2 separate regions of the Sus scrofa genome follow, and region 1 is linked to region 2. A link is a contact called in public Hi-C data. All regions are on one chromosome and are shown on one strand. Each heading gives the region's core, a stretch centred on a gene start, on an enhancer-like site or on the middle of the called end of the contact. The rest is flanking DNA. Distances are from core to core; before and after follow the strand shown. Region 1 holds the start of TBX3 (T-box transcription factor TBX3). Region 2 has its middle 99 kb from the start of TBX3.

What was found. A called contact is a pair of places that touch in the nucleus more often than the background predicts.
Region 1: a Hi-C map of liver shows a contact between it and region 2, with 4 times the contacts expected there. The contact joins the promoter of TBX3 here to the enhancer-like site in region 2. A contact is called at or near these places in 1 of 5 promoter capture datasets (liver) and 7 of 47 Hi-C or Micro-C datasets (fetal heart ventricle, heart right ventricle, liver and 1 more).

Annotation. Positions count from the first base shown.
Region 1 is chr14:37,581,201-37,585,707 of Sscrofa11.1, forward strand. It overlaps TBX3 (T-box transcription factor TBX3), which reads left to right and starts at 1,504. Exons shown (of 7, transcript XM_001927997.5): 1 at 1,504-3,181. The coding sequence starts at 2,793.
Region 2 is chr14:37,481,336-37,485,826 of Sscrofa11.1, forward strand. No RefSeq gene overlaps it. Among named protein-coding and RNA genes, the nearest start is that of TBX3, 99 kb to the right of the region's middle. Within about 2 kb of position 1,421, at least 6 of the 83 cell types and tissues checked have an H3K27ac peak or open chromatin away from gene starts, as enhancers often do. A contact at or near this core is called in liver, where this site is marked.

The sequences.
Region 1 (4,507 bases), core at 254-2,753, 100 kb after region 2:
GGCGCGGGTGACCCATAATGGAACTGCATTTTCACCCTCCACTTGCTCCCACTTCGGAGTATGGGAGCTGGGGGCTTAGGGGCTACACCAGGCAAAATGTAAGAGAGGAATGCGCTGGTTTTCCACACACAGAGACACACATGCATCCCAAGCCTGGGGTTTCTTAACCCCCTAGGCCCCGCAATCAGCCCTTTCTTCCTTCCCTTTCCATTCGGGGAAGCTCCCTACTCAGGAGGGGTAAGAGTACTGTCTCCAAGACTTCCCTCCATCTAAGCAGGGGCGGCCCAAGTCTTTGCCTCCCAGAAGTGAGAAATGTTGGTTTGGGGAATCCTCTGACCTGGTCAGGGACCTGAGGTAACAGTTACCAATTCCACGACGGGTCTGATAGGTAAAATCCAGTTGCCTCCCTCCCCTTCACCCTTGCTGAGGTTCCCCCCCCACCACCCTACCTGAACTGGAACCAGTCACCTCGCCTCTGGGGTGGGGCGTTTCACGGTTTGTTTTACAAATTCAGCCCCCGACTTCTGGCGAGATAAGTCCCCAGGGTGGAGAAAGAACTGAGGCACCGAGAGATAAGTGTGATGCCTGGAGAAGATACGGGGCTGGCGCACCTCCCCCGACCAACTCGCCCACCCCTTTCCAGCACCTCTGCACCGAGCCGGGCCGCCGCCGAGGGGGAGGTCAGCGGCCGGTCGGGGACAGGCCCAGAATCTAGCCCCTCTCTGCGCTCACTTTGTTCGGATCTCCCCTCTACACTCACACACATATTCAGGTGGAATACCGGGAGCCTGAATCCAAATGGAGGACGAGATCTAAAAGGGCTGGTAAACGCACTTCAAAACAGCCGGAGTCCATCTCCTAGAGTGAGCTGGGCGCAGTCCCGCGCAAGCTGTGTACGTGTTTGCGTGTACATGGTTTTCGCGGCTGGCTGGGTCCCATTAAGCTGGCCAGTGTTTGCCTACAGATGTGTTGAGGGCGTTTGGGTCTCCGCGCACAGTCTTGGGTGGGGCACGGTGGGGAGGGAGCCCTCACTCGCGTGGGCTAAGATCTGGCCGCACCCCGTGTGTTCGGGAGCCCGCGAGCCCTGCTGCCGGGGAGACCGGCACCGAGAGTCACCCGAGCTCGGGAGCCCTTTAGCGGCGGCCGGGCGGAGCTTGGCTCCACGTGGGGCTGGAGAGCGCGCAAGCCTGGAGACTCGGCGGCGCTTGCCTCTCCGCGGCTGCCGGCTTTTGTTGAGCCTGGCGGCTGGATGGCAGCTCGCGGGAGCTTCAGCCTTACGCTCGGCTCGCCCGAGGCCGAGTTAACAGGGGGAGAGGGAGAGAGAAACAGCTGGGGCGGCCCGAGAGGCGAGCCTAGCGCGCGAGAGGGGAGCGCCCCGGCCAGGAGCCCGGCGCGCTCTCCGCCTTCCTGGCCAGGCTCTCTCGCTCCCGCCTCCCTCCCCCGTCCTCCCTGGCCCTGCCTCCTCCCTCGAATGAGGGCTGGATGACTGAGGCATTTCAGACGTGGGCTGAGCCAGAGCTCGCTCGCTCTGGGGTTGCGGCGATCTCTCGATAAGCCACCTAGAGGCGACTCTGTGCGGCGCTCCCCAGTGGCTCCCCGCCCTCCCTCTGATCATGTTGACATATTCACAGGACAGGCAGTAGTACCGGTGCGGCGCTGCGACGTTACAGTTTCCGACACCTTCTTTTTATAACTCGGCTCTATCCCCCAGCACTCGACCTGTGAAAACCACGCCTATGCAGCAACACAATTGGTCCGAAAGCGTCAAAGAGCCAATCAAGAGGCCTCCGGCTCCCCGCAGCCCACGGCAGAGCCCGACCTTCTAGAGCCGCCGAGCAGACGCCCGGGGAATTCTAGAGGCAGAGGAGGGTGGCGAGGAGCTCTCGCTGGCTTTCTCTCGCTCCCTCCCTCTCCTCGCGCTCCCTCTCCCACTTGGTCTCTCTTTTTCTCTCACCCTCCCTCTCTCCCTTCTTTTCATTCTCCTCCTCCCCCCCCTAAATCCTCCCTGCCCTGCGCGTCTGGACGCAGATTTAGGAAGCGAATTCGCTCACGTTTTAGGACAAGGAAGACAGGCGCGGGAGAAGAGCACAGCAAGATTCGGATTGAAACCCAGACACCCTCCGGAGGTTCGGAGCGGAGGAAGGAGGAGGAGGGCGAGCGGAAGCCAGTTTGCAGTTCAAGTTTTGATAGCGCTGGCTGAAGAGGGCTTCAATCAGATTTTTTTTTTTTTTTTTTTTTTTTTTTAAAGAAGAGAGACTTTCCACTCTCGCTCGCTGGTCAAGCTGGTCTAGCGCAGTTGCAGACGCCTCCTGCGAGCCGAAGGGAGAGGCAGAGATAGGGGGGCGGGGGAAGAAGAAGGAGAAGAAGAGGTAAAAAGTCTCCTAGGAGAATTGTTCGCATTTGCAACAAAGAACTGGGGGCTGGGGAGCGACTGCTGGGACCAAGGGCTGGAGTGTCTATTTCGAGCCAAGCGGCAGGGCTCCGGCGCAAGTCCAGAGCCTGCTCGCTCCCTCGCCTCTGAAACCGACTTCCAGGAGCGGCTTTTTGAAAACGCGAGACACAAGGACAGTCACCACGCGACTATGTCTCCTGATTTCTAGCTTTCCCCACTTTAAAAGAGACATTCCCTTCCCCAAAAGAACCCCCCTTGAGGTGCCTTATTTGTGATTCTCCCCCTTTTTTTTCGCGTTTTTTTTTTCTTCCAAACTATGTGCTGCTGTTAAACAAAAACAAAACAAAACAGCAGCTGCGGACTTGTCCCCGGCTGGAGCCCAGCGCCCCGCCTGGAGTGGATGAGCCTCTCCATGAGAGATCCGGTCATTCCTGGGACAAGCATGGCCTACCATCCGTTCCTACCTCACCGGGCGCCGGACTTCGCCATGAGCGCGGTGCTGGGTCACCAGCCGCCCTTCTTCCCCGCGCTGACGCTGCCTCCCAACGGCGCGGCGGCGCTCTCGCTGCCCGGCGCCCTGGCCAAGCCGATCATGGATCAATTGGTGGGGGCGGCCGAGACCGGCATCCCTTTCTCCTCCTTGGGGCCCCAGACACATCTGAGGCCTCTGAAGACCATGGAGCCTGAAGAAGAAGTGGAGGATGACCCCAAGGTGCACCTCGAGGCCAAAGAACTTTGGGATCAGTTCCACAAGCGGGGCACTGAGATGGTCATTACCAAGTCGGGAAGGTAAGCCAGCATCGGGCCCCCTCCCCCAAGCTACCGAAGGTTTCTTTCCTGGTTTTATCTCTCTCCTTCCAGAAGAGTCGGTTTGCCAGTTATTTCTGCTTAGGGAAAAACTTGGTTCCCCCGGAACTGTGTACTGAGTTTTCCCGGCCCTGCCCCTGTGGCAGGAAATTTCACCTTACCTGGGCGTCTGCAGCCAGCAGGCAGTTTTCCCTCCCTGGGTCTGCATCCTGGGATCCCTACAGGATAGATAGAATTTTTTCTATGGTGCACAGACATCTCTGCAGGAAGAAGAAAAAAGCACCCCATTGCAGGAAGTTCACTGATCAAACCTTTCTGGAACAACCTTCTTTGTAGATGTTGTATTTTTGTCTGTTTCATTTGGGTCTCTGAGAGAAACACTTAACAGCCCTTTTGGTTTGCGTGGTAGTGGGAGGCCTGGCAGGAGCGGCCCTTGCCCTTTCTGCCCTCCAGCTTAGCTTCTGGGTCTGGAGGGGGCCTGAGCCTACCCCTGCCAGCGTTAGAGTGGAATACAGGGGTATTTGGGGTTTGTCCTCACTGCTCCATGTGTCTGTAATCCAAGAGAGAGTTCAGCAGGCAATTTTGGATAATTAAGATTATGTTTGCAGACCCAGGAAGCCAGTGGAGAGACGCAGACTGCTGGTTTATGTGTGAATATTATCAACCATATTTTACCTAACATTTAGAAGGCCTTGCCTGACCAAAGCTTGCCTGTCATTTAAAATTACTGATTTTTTTTTAAAGACATTGAAGTCTATCAAGGCATGCAGTTGAAGGAATAACAAGAAAATCCCTCTCTTGATGCCTGTAGCTTTCTGTGTCATTCTGAGCTGTAAGAGGCCAAAGTTTGGCATAAAATCCTCCAGCCCAGAAGACATTCAGTCTGTTTCACAGCGACGCGCTCTCTGCTCCCTTTTAAGTCAAAAGTACAGAATGCCAATGCTTCTGGGAAATAAAAAAGCAATTTGGTGGTAGAGTCAGGCACTTTTGGACTGGCCCAAGCAGTTGGGGGTGTGTGTGTGGGGGAAATGTGGTTAGCGGCTGCTAGGCAGGCTGGCGATCAGGCCTGGGAGTCTACCCCAACCTTCAGAATTCGTTTTGAGAACTCACCCAAGTACAGTTTCATTTCGCCAGCAGCGGGATTGCTGTTCCACAGCAGAGAGGGGTGCAACTTGACATTTCTTTGCCTGATACGGTTAACATTTTCTCACCCATGGGTGGTGGAAAACTCTAGCCTTGATTGACTGAACTTGACTCAAATCCTACCCCAAGCGGTTTAGAACTAGACACCCATAGGAAAAGGCAGAG
Region 2 (4,491 bases), core at 171-2,670:
TTCATGGGGGAGGGTCCCCTCATGACCTAAGCACTTGCAAAGCCTCCACTTCCTAATACCCTCACGTAGGGCATTAGGTTTCAACATATGAACCCTCACATCTAGGGCTCATTCCCTCACTCAATATTAGTAGAATGGTGAATAACAGCCCCATTGACATTATAGTTGTGTGGCTTTGGGAGTTTTCATTTCTCTGAGGCTTAGTAGTCCCCAAAGAGACCACCGGCTGTGTTACCATCTCCAGCTATCTCCGCAGCCAACAGACCACCCAGTAATGCCTTTAATCAGCCCCGGGCTTCCATGACTGCTGAAGCCCAGGAGGCAACGTAGCACCTGCAGGTCACAGTATCCCCCATGGAATAAACTTATATGGGGACAAATTACTAGACTTAATCACAGTGATCGTTTCATAACGTGTGCCGAGGTCAAATCACTTCTCAGCACACCTGAACCTCGTGTAATATTGTACATCAACCACATTCCCATTTGGAAAGAAAGGAAATTTGGAAACAGAGACACGTGCACAGGGAAGATGATGTGAAGAGCCCCGGCAAGAAGGCTACAGGAAGGTGGTCAATCGGAACGTTGCCACCATAAGCCAAGGAGTGACAAAGATTCCTGACAGCATTTGGAGGAGAAGGCAAAAGCTGGAGGAGGTGAGGAAGGAGCATGGCCCTGTCAACACCTTGACCTTGGACTTCTGGCCTTCAGAACCATTAGATGATAAATTTCTGTCGTTTTAAGCAACCCCCCCACCCCCTGCCACTCACACCCCATTTGTACTTTGTTACAGTAGCCCTGGAAGCTAACTCGCTAACTAGAGCAGAAGTGTTGGGGTCCTGGCTGGTCCTAGCCCCTTCATCCCACCCCAGTCTCCTTTGATCTGCTTTACAAAAGGGATTTCTGCACGCGACTGTGTTTGAAAAAAGATCTCCAGAGATACACAAGCACTTTAATTTCACAAGATGGGAGATGGAAACTCAGGTCCAGAGAGAAAGAAGTAGGACTGGCCCAAGGTCACCCAGTGACTCAGCACCAATCTTAAGACGAGAATGCAAGTGTTTGGGCTGCCACCCCTGTTTTTTTTCCTGTCACCACTCACGCAGGGGGAAGGCCCGGGCAGCATGGGGACAGGCTCTGTCCTGCCTGGCGGGTGTCATTTTGTGTGGGCTCCACTTCAAAAGATTATTTTCCCCAGTTGGGCCCTCTTTTCATCGCTGCTCTGAGACTAAAAGATGGTGCCCTGATTGCATCAAGCACCCAGGCTCCAAGGCCAACCAGGCAAGAGGGCCGGGCCGCCCCTCCCAACCCTGACCTTAGGGAATGCCCTTTCGGCAGAGGTGAGCGGCGGGTGGGAGCTGGCAGAGCAGGCCCAGGGCACAGGGTTAGGCCCTGATAACCCGAGATCAAAGCAGCCTGTCAGCAGTGTCAGCTGAGAGGCCGCCAAGACAAGCTACGCGGGCGGTTTATCTCCCCGCCGCTGGCCCAAGAGCTGGGGCAGGGAAAGCGCCACGGTTCCCGGAAACTATTTCTGGAAGGCCAGGAGAGAGCCGATGGTGCCCTGTTCACGGCACATTGGCTCCGGGTCTGTCTCCTGCAATCTCACGCACCCCGCCTGGTTTCCTCCGTCTCTCGTTCAGGTCCTTTCCTGCTCTTTCATCCACGTTTTTTCCATTTTCATAGGTCTTTGTGCACATGCACAATAAAGAACGTTCTCTCGGCCCTGCAATTCCCGCTATCAATTTCTCTTTCACACACAAAAGATGGCCGTCGCCCTCCCTCCCCTGCCAACACACACACAGCTGCCTCTTTCCCTCCTGGCTTTTTCCAGTCGCACATTCACAGGCAACCAGCTTTGCTTTCTTCCACCTTCCTTCCTGCACGTGTGCATGCTCACACTTCACGCTCGCGCATACACACACACACACATGCACGCACGCACACACCTGTCTGGGTTCCAATCTCCAAACTCTCTTAAACCAGAATCCAAAGACAGCTGCCAATTAAAACAATAAAAAAAAAAAAAAAAAAAAAAAAAAAAAAAAAACTCCTTGCTTTCCTTTTAGTTATTATGAACTCCGGGACCGTTTCCACCAGCTGATGCCTGGACTTTTTTTTTTCTTTTCCCCTTCAAGGTGTTGACCCCTTCGTTTGCAGCTGGAAGAAACCCAGCCACTGTTCCTGCTCCAGCTGTGGCCTCTGTCAGCTGGGCAGCCCACAGCTGGCCGGCTTCAAACACGTCCATTGTAGCCCAGTTATCTCGCCCTTTTAAAAAGGAAGCAGGGTGATGGGGAGGGGGGATTCCACCCTCCCAATACATTATCTGAGTGATTCCAGAAACTTCCGCACACCGAAAGTTTGAATTTCCCTCTCTACCCTTAAACTCACACCGGATCTCTTCACCAGGTGTCCAGCCTGGAGGTAGGAAGAAAGGGGGAGAGGGACATTGACACACTTGCTACTTGCTGCAAAAGCATCCTTAAGCTTCAGAATTTCATCCGAAGACTGGGCTGGCAGAACAGAGTGGAAAGGGGAAAAAAGGCTTCAGGAGGTCACGCCATCGCCTGGGAGGCAAAGGGAAGGAGCCTTCATGGAGCCCCTGATGTGTGCTGGGTATCTTTCTCACTTGTGCTGGGAAATGTCTTCAAGAGGCCATGGGGTTTGGGGGTTTTTTTGGTTGTTTGTTTTGTTTTTTGCTTTTTAGGGCTGCACCTGCAGCATATGGAAGTTCCCAAGCTAGGGGTCTAATCCGAGCTATAGCTGCTGTCCTACACCACAGCCACAGCAAAGTGGGATCCAAGCCTCATCTGCAACCTACACCACAGCTCCTGGCAATGCCGGATCCTTAACCCACTGAGCGAGGCCAGGAATCAAACCCAAGTCCTCATGGATACCAGTCAGGCTCATTTCCCCTGAGCCACAATGGGACCTCTGGGGCTGTGGGTCTTGCACTCAGCACAAGGCCTGGTGCATAATAAACACTCAATACTTTGCAAATATGTTTCCCTCTCTAGCCCTCTCTTTTTACCACCTTCACAGCACTCTTCAATGAATAGCCCCATTTTGTCAAAGAGGAAAATGAAGCTCAGAGGGGTTTGGTGACAACCACCTAACCACAGTGGGTAAATGCCCCACTTGTTCTCCACTCATTTTATAGCAATGTGATGGATTTGGGGAAATTGTGTCACAAGCTTTGGCTTCTTCCACAGAATAATGCAAAATCCTAGTTTTGGAAATGTGCTTTTTCTAGCTTCATTCAGCCTAGTTGAATCAGAATTTCTGAGTATGACATCGGAAAGGACTCATATGGACCCCTATAGCTCAATCATTCATGTTGTAGATTAAAAGCGAGTTGGCGCAAGGGGAAGAATAGAGGGGCCGTGCAATTTTTACCTGTCCTTATGAGGGTAACAGCTTCTCAATGTTGCTTTAGGAAAACAGACATTCTTGTACCAGATATAATCATAGTGGAGTTGTCAATCATGACGTCACTACCAGAGGGCAGGCCTAGGACCCAAGCTTAGCCAATCAGATGCTGCCTCGCAGGGACGCGCATTACAGCTAGGACTGAGGCTTTGCAGCTCATTCATGTCTTCAGCTGAGTCCTGCTACCCAGCTTCCCCAGCTCCTGTTTTTTCAGATTTTGTTCTTCTGTTCTACAAGCTTCCTTATATTCTTCCAGTAAATTTCTTTTTTGCATATGTTAATGAAAGTTTCTTTCATTGCTTGCAAGCAGAGAATTCTAAGTAAGACAGGAAGGCATGCAGCTACACTCACTCAGTTACGTAGCTGCAGAGAGGACTGGAACTCATGTCTGATTCCTAGTCCATCACTTCCTCTGGGGCCTAGAAGGACTCACATGGCTTAATTCTTTCACTTTCTACATTAACTTAATAGCTCTCAGCCTCAGTTTCCATAGCTGAAAAAAAAAATGGGAATATTAGGTCAAACACTATGAAATTGCAAGCTTTACAGTTCAAATAAAGGGCAAATATATTGGCACTATCATATTAAATATGTCCAGGTTCCAGTTTCAGTTCATCAGGAGGGAGGTTTTTCCACACCAACGAGTAATTCTCTGGACACTAGCTGGGTGTGCTACAATTTGACCCAATTCTGGGTGTTCCTGCTGTGGTGAAACGGGATTCAGCAGCATCTCTGGAGCACTGGGATACAGATTCAATCCCAGGCCCAGCACAGTGGGTTAAGGATCTGGCGTTGCCACAGTTCAGGCCTAGGTTGCAAGTGTAGTCTGGATCTGATCCCTGGCCTCTGGCACTCCATATGCCAAGGAGCAACCCAAAAAATCACACACAAAAAAACAAAAAACAAACAAACCAGTGGCTGCCAAGGGGGAGAGGGAGGGAGTGGAATGGATTGGGAATTTGGGGTTAATAGATTCAAACTATTGCCTTTGGAATGGATAAGCAATGAGATCCTGCCGTGTAGTACTGGGAACTATGTCTAGTCATTTATGACAGAGCATGATAA